Linked DNA regions of Mus musculus: region 1 is linked to region 2. The links are chromatin contacts, called in public promoter capture Hi-C maps. All regions are on one chromosome and are shown on one strand. Each heading gives the region's core, a stretch centred on a gene start, on an enhancer-like site or on the middle of the called end of the contact. The rest is flanking DNA. Distances are from core to core; before and after follow the strand shown. Region 1 has its middle 35 kb from the start of Gm34596. Region 2 overlaps Gm5099 (predicted gene 5099).

The links. Promoter capture Hi-C pulls out the DNA fragments that hold promoters and counts their contacts.
Region 1: a promoter capture Hi-C map of pre-B cells shows a contact between it and region 2, with 2.2 times the contacts expected there. The contact joins two enhancer-like sites. A contact is called at or near these places in 4 of 39 promoter capture datasets (cranial neural crest, embryonic stem cells, pre-B cells and 1 more).

The regions. Positions count from the first base shown.
Region 1 is chr1:38,664,454-38,667,428 of GRCm38.p6, forward strand. No RefSeq gene overlaps it. Among named protein-coding and RNA genes, the nearest start is that of Gm34596, 35 kb to the left of the region's middle. Within about 2 kb of position 1,363, at least 106 of the 459 cell types and tissues checked have an H3K27ac peak or open chromatin away from gene starts, as enhancers often do. A contact at or near this core is called in pre-B cells, where this site is marked.
Region 2 is chr1:38,149,243-38,152,360 of GRCm38.p6, forward strand. All of the region lies in intron 3 of Gm5099 (predicted gene 5099), which reads left to right. Among named protein-coding and RNA genes, the nearest start is that of Gm5099, 19 kb to the left of the region's middle. Within about 2 kb of position 1,434, at least 13 of the 459 cell types and tissues checked have an H3K27ac peak or open chromatin away from gene starts, as enhancers often do. A contact at or near this core is called in pre-B cells, where this site is marked.

The DNA of each region.
Region 1 (2,975 bases), core at 113-2,612, 520 kb after region 2:
CAGATCCTCCCTGGGACCTTGACTTGGGTTCTTTCATTGAGGTATAGCTGGTGACCTACATGAGGTTCAGACATATTGCCTAAGACCACTGGGCCCAATTGGCATCACAGATGTATGTGAGAACATGTTTACCTCTAGATTGTGTCTTCTTTGCATGCCACACATGCATACACACACACACACACACACACACACACACACACACACACACACACACACGTTATGACCTTCCCTGGTTATGTTCCACATCTGCCTGTCCCATTATCTAGCCATGCACCAGGTCACGATTCTCTCTATGGAGCAGGCTAGGAATGCTCTCAACTGTCGGGCCCTGAGGCGCCCGAGTGCACAGTCCTAGGCTTCACCCACAACTCCCGAAAGTACCGAGACACAGACCCACTTACCTCTCAACACACTCTTGGTTTTATTTTTTTCCTGTTCCAAATAAATTGTTCGGCTTCTCTCTTCTGTGTACGGATCCCTCCTCGCTGGCAAGCGTTCTGAATGGCACTTTCTGCACAAACAGGAAGAGCTTGTGTGGTCACCACCCAAGTGTGCAGGTGTTGATAGAGGATGTGAAAGTGTGGAGGCGACGGACTACGGCAGACACCCAGCCCCCTGCTCCTACCCGCCCCAGGGCAGACTGGTAACAGAGCCTGGACACACAGCTTGAGAGATCTCCTGACAAGAACATAGATTGAGATACACAGTCATGGTGGCCAGGGGCAAAGGTCTGTTTCACTCCCACCTAACCCTAAAAGGAATGTTGAAAAAACATCCTGGAACATTCTAGAATCCCGTATACTCTTACCAGGTACTGATCTTAGTAGGCTATTTAGCATCCTTTTTTTCCTCCTCTGTATGTGTGTGTGTGTGTGTGTGTGTGTGTGTGTGTGTGTGTACATGCATGTGTATATATAGGTGCCTGTGCATTTACGTGGAGGTCAGGCACATACATTTCTGTCAATAGACACCATGACCAAGGTAACTCTTATAAGGACAACATTTAATTGGGGCCGGCTTACAATTCAGAGGTTCAGTCCATTATCATCATGGCAGGAAGCATGGCAGCATCCAGGCAGGCAGGGTGCAGGAACTGCTGAGAGTTCTATATCTTCATCCAAAGAAAGCCAAGAGCAGACTGTCTTTCTGGCAGCTAGGAGAGGAGGGTCTCAAAGCCCACCCCCCACAGTGGCACTTCCTCCAACAAGGCCACACTCACTCCATCAAAGCCATACCCATTCCCACAAGGCCACACCCACACCTACTCCAACAAGGCCACACCACCTAATAGTGCCTCTTGCTAGGCCAAGCATAGTCAAACCATCACACATGTGGAGATCAGAGGCTGACGTCAGAGGCTGATGTCAGCTGTCTTCCTCAAGTGTTCTCTCTACTTTCCACACTGAAGCAAGGTCTCTGGTTGAGCTGGGGCTTAGGTTAGTCTAGCTAGCCAGGTTGCTCCAAAGTTTTCCATCTTCACCTCCCTCTTGCTTGGATTATAAGTAGGCCCCTATGCCCATTTGGCATTTATGTGGGTGCTGGGAATCTGAACTCTGTCCATTATAGTCACATGCCAAGTGCTTTGCCCTTTAGCCAACTCCCTGAAGCCAGATTTAGTTTCTTGTCAAAGCTCTCCCGGATCTCCAACTGCCTGGACATCTAAGAAACCAGGACTAAAACTTAATCTAGCCTCTAGAGTGTAATGGTTTCCTAGAACTTTCCAGAACAAAGGCTCACAGGGGAAGGAGAAACAGTACCAGTGGAAAAATATAAAGATGTGAGAATATACTCCCTGAAGGTTTCAGCTCCTTATCTCCCATGCATCCGTCGGGGCTGGGCCTTCTTGTCTATCCTGCTGTCCCCTGCACACTCATTCGTCTTGACATTCTCCTGCTAACAGGGAGATTTCCAGAGGACAGGTAACTGTGCTGTCTGTCTGCTCATTCTCCTTTCTCCACAGTGTTTGATACTAGGGAGCATTTCCTCTCTTCTGGAACTTTCCCTTTGGCCACCATGACTCCACATTCTCCTGGCTTCTGTCAGGCCATTTTTCTCTCTCTCTGGCAGACTTCCATTCCTCAGCGACAATCTTGATTTGTGCTCTTCCCAGGCCCGGTTCTCCAGGCTCTTGGTTTATGTTCTCCATGGGTGGCCCCATAGAGTCTCTCCATGTTCCTTGCCAAGCCAGTGTCTGGCTGTTTACAAGTCTCTGCTGTTCTTCCTGAATGTCTCCCAGGAACCTCAGGATCAATGGATCAGAATGAGACTCTGCCCTCTCCATTCCTCACCCCTCATCACACAGCCTGTGAACCCTTCCCACTGTGTCCCCTCCTTGCCCCTCATCGCCCCTCTTCCTGCGTCTATGTCTGCCTTCTGCTAACCCAGCTTCCTCCCTTTTCACACCGAGTTTTCTTTATTTGAGCGCAGCCTTCTTTATGTATATATTGGATGGAATCCAGGGTCTAACTAGAGACTCCCCTGTCCCGTTACATAGTGTTACAGTTCTGCCGTCAGCCGTGCGGATTCCCTGGGCAGAAGTAAACCTTTCTCCTGTTCCCAAACCAAAACTGAAGAATTCGCCTGGATTCGTCCCTTTCCCTAAAAGCCTTCAACCTGTAATCAAAAAGTCAGTTCCATCTCTGAAACCACTCTGAGTGACTCCTCTCCTCTCTTCCTATACCTAGACCCTCACTTCAGGTCTCCTGTTCACTGCCTCGATCCCCAGGAGTATGCATGCCCTCAGTCTATAGGATAGGTTAGGTAGGTCACTGAGGAGTAGGACACTTGAGTGTGTGTCTACTACTACCATTTTTTGTTGGGTTTTCTGAAGAAATAGTTGTGTAACAGAAAACCAATAATTTTCAAGCACACCATCAAGGTGTATTTAGCACCTTCACAATTTTGGGGGAACTACACCTCTACCTCCTGTCTTTGATATCACCTGTGAGGCATGGTTAGGGGCCAGGGCATCT
Region 2 (3,118 bases), core at 184-2,683:
CACCATATGCATATGCATACAAGTTCTTATAAGGTCTTAGTTTGTCTTATTTCCTTGCTAAATAAAAGATACTACTGATGGAGAAAATCCTCCTTGAGGTCAGGAGGAGGCACACACCTTTAATCCCAGCACTCAGGAGAAGGCAGGCAGATCTCTGAGTTCAAGGCCAGCCTGGTCTAAAGAGTGAGTTCCTGGACAGCCAGGGCTATAGAGAGAAACTCTGTCTCAAAAACCAAAGAAGGAAGGAAGGAGAGAGAGAGAGAGAGAGAGAGAGAGAGAGAGACAGAGACAGAGACAGAGACAGAGACAGAGAGACAGAGACAGAGAGAGACAGAGACAGAGAGACAGAGAGAGTCAGAGAGAGTCAGAGAGAGTCAGAGAGATATGAAGGAAGGGAGGAAGGAAGGGAGGAAGGAAGGAAGGAAGGAAGGAAGGAAGGAAGGAAGGAAGGAAGGAAGAAAGAGAGTTAGTTCTGTTTCCAGTATCATGAACTTCATGGAAAGAAGACACATCAAAGGTTAGGTGTGGTGGCTCATGCCTGTAATTCTAGTGCTCAGAAGGCTGAGACAGAAAGAGTGCAGCCAAATTCCAGGCCAGTCTGGACTGCATTTAAAAACCACCACCACCACTAACAACAACAACAACAACAACAACAATAAACCCAAACAAACAAAAAACAAAACCCTGCCTTAAAAACAAACAAACAAACAAACAAACAAAATCTTTGTTCTTTTCTTCCTCCCTAGTTGGTATATCTAAGCAAGCACAATTAATTTAGTTGTTTGAGTTGATTTGATTTCTAGAAATATTTTGTATTTCAAAGGTAAATTCCGGGTGTGTATCAGCATAACCTGCTTAATAACTTCCAATTTCTATTTTTGAAAATAAAGCATTTACAGATAAAATTAGGTCAGGCTTGTTTGAGGAACAGGGTAACCAACCTTGCATAGATTATAGAGCACAAGTGACTGTAATAGAGACTTGAGCAGCCGTGCAGAACCTTTGGGCAACGGACAGGAAACAGCTGGCTTTAGCGTTTTGCAGAGCCAATGATACTTGATAGAAAAATCAAACTGTTGCATGGAATGCTGGGAAGCTAGTTGAGAAATGCTTTGTTTCCCCCATCAACAAAAGTCTGTACACTGGCTGGGGAGACGGTGAGATGGCTCAGCGGTTAAGAGTACTGGCTGCTCTTCTAGAGGTCCTGAGTTCAATTCCCAGCAACCACAATGTGGCTCACAACTGTCTGTCATGGGATCTGATGCCCTCTTCTGGTGCATCTGAAGACAGCAACTGTGTACTTACATACATAAAATAAATAAATCTTAAAAAAAAAAAAAAGGAGTCAGTACACAAGAACTGAATGGAGACCCTGAGACCAGCCAGCTGAGGCATCCAGAACTTAGATGTGTGCCCACTGATGCCTAGCTCTTAGAGGAGGTGACTGTGTCTTAGTTACTGAACCAAAGGAAAGTCCTTTGAGATAAAGCTGACTTCATAGGGGGAAGAATAGAGCTTTTCAGAAGCTAGGGAGGACACGGCAGTGGGGAGTGGGGGTATAGAATGACTAACACATACAAAATCATAGCTCAGAGAAGCAAGTTCCGGGGTTCTATTACAGTTACATACTGGACTGAATAATGGTACTCAATTCTCAGTTTCAAAATAACTAGAGGAGTGGATTTCCGATGTTCCCATTACTGAGGAATGATAAATGGAGGCTGGAGAGATGCCTGAGCAGTTAAGAGTAAGTACTTACTGCTCTTTCAAAGGAGCTTAAGTTGCTTCCCAGCACCCACACGGGGCAGCTCACGGGGCAGCTCTACCTTTCACTCCTTCTGGTTTTCCACACTACCTGTAGTCAGGTGCGTATACAACCCTGTCACACACCGACATGTAATTAAAAATAAGTCAAAATTTTACAAAGGAAATGATAACGGTGCTGAAAATGCTAAATACTTGGTCATGATCATTTTTACGTTGTGTATGTGTACGTGCAAATATCACTCTGTACATCATTAATACCTATAATTGTGCCAATTAAAAACAAACTAAAAGAAAAGCAAATGGGCCTCAGATGAGTCTTGTGTAATTGTTCAATACTCCCTGAATTCAGATGGTTGATGAACAACAAGGGAAAAGGGATAATGTTAATTAGGTACCCCTGTTCGGGTGCCACCTTAGAGCTGTATTTAGGTCCCAGAAGGCTTCATGTTTATTTTCCTAGGCTAGAGGTCCAGGAACCTAGGACATAATTCATGGAAAGAGGATTTGATGCGAGAAAGTTTAGTACCAAGTTTCTGTGACATAGCGCACCACCCTCGGAATGTTCAAAGCCATTTTGTCAATCTGGGGACATTTTGGATGCTTCCCCTTTTAACACCATGAGATTTGTCTTCGTGTGGCACAGAATGTCACAAGCACGGGGGCTTTTGTTGTTGTTGCAGATGACTATAATTCCTCTTTGAAGGTTTTATGTCTCTCCCAAGCTTAGGTCTTTAATAAATATGCAAAATCACTCTTAAACCTTTATTCATTTTTTTTAAATAGCAAAACATCATCTACACATATTAGAATAGGCTCATGAGGAATCCCAACCCCTTAAGTTCCCAATTAAGAACCGGAGAGAAATACATAGCGAGAGGAACTTTAATAAATGCCAGAGCAAAAACAGGCCAGGTGCATTGTCGGTTTTCCCCCCGAGAAGGGAAATAAATATTGACTACCTGAATCTAAAGGACATAAAGCCATCCTAGTATAGAGAGCGGCTGCGGGCAGTACTGAAAGCAAAATGGAATCTGGATTAAGGATCATTGGGAAAAAGGAATCACAACTTTATTCATTGTCTGTGGTTTTGCATGAATCACCATCTATGCCCACGAGGCTGCTTTTCCTGGACAACACCAAAGTATCAGAAGGGCTGGTGCAAGGAATAATGATTCCCCGGTATGAAATCCACAGTGGGCTGCAACTCTTTCCAAACTCCGTGCTTTCAAGTGTATTGAACAGGAACAGGTGATGATTAGAAAAGTCAGCTCACACCTTGACGGGTTTGCTCCTTAGAATTCTTTATCAACAGAATTTTCTGTCCAGAGGTCATCAAGGACCTGATATAATT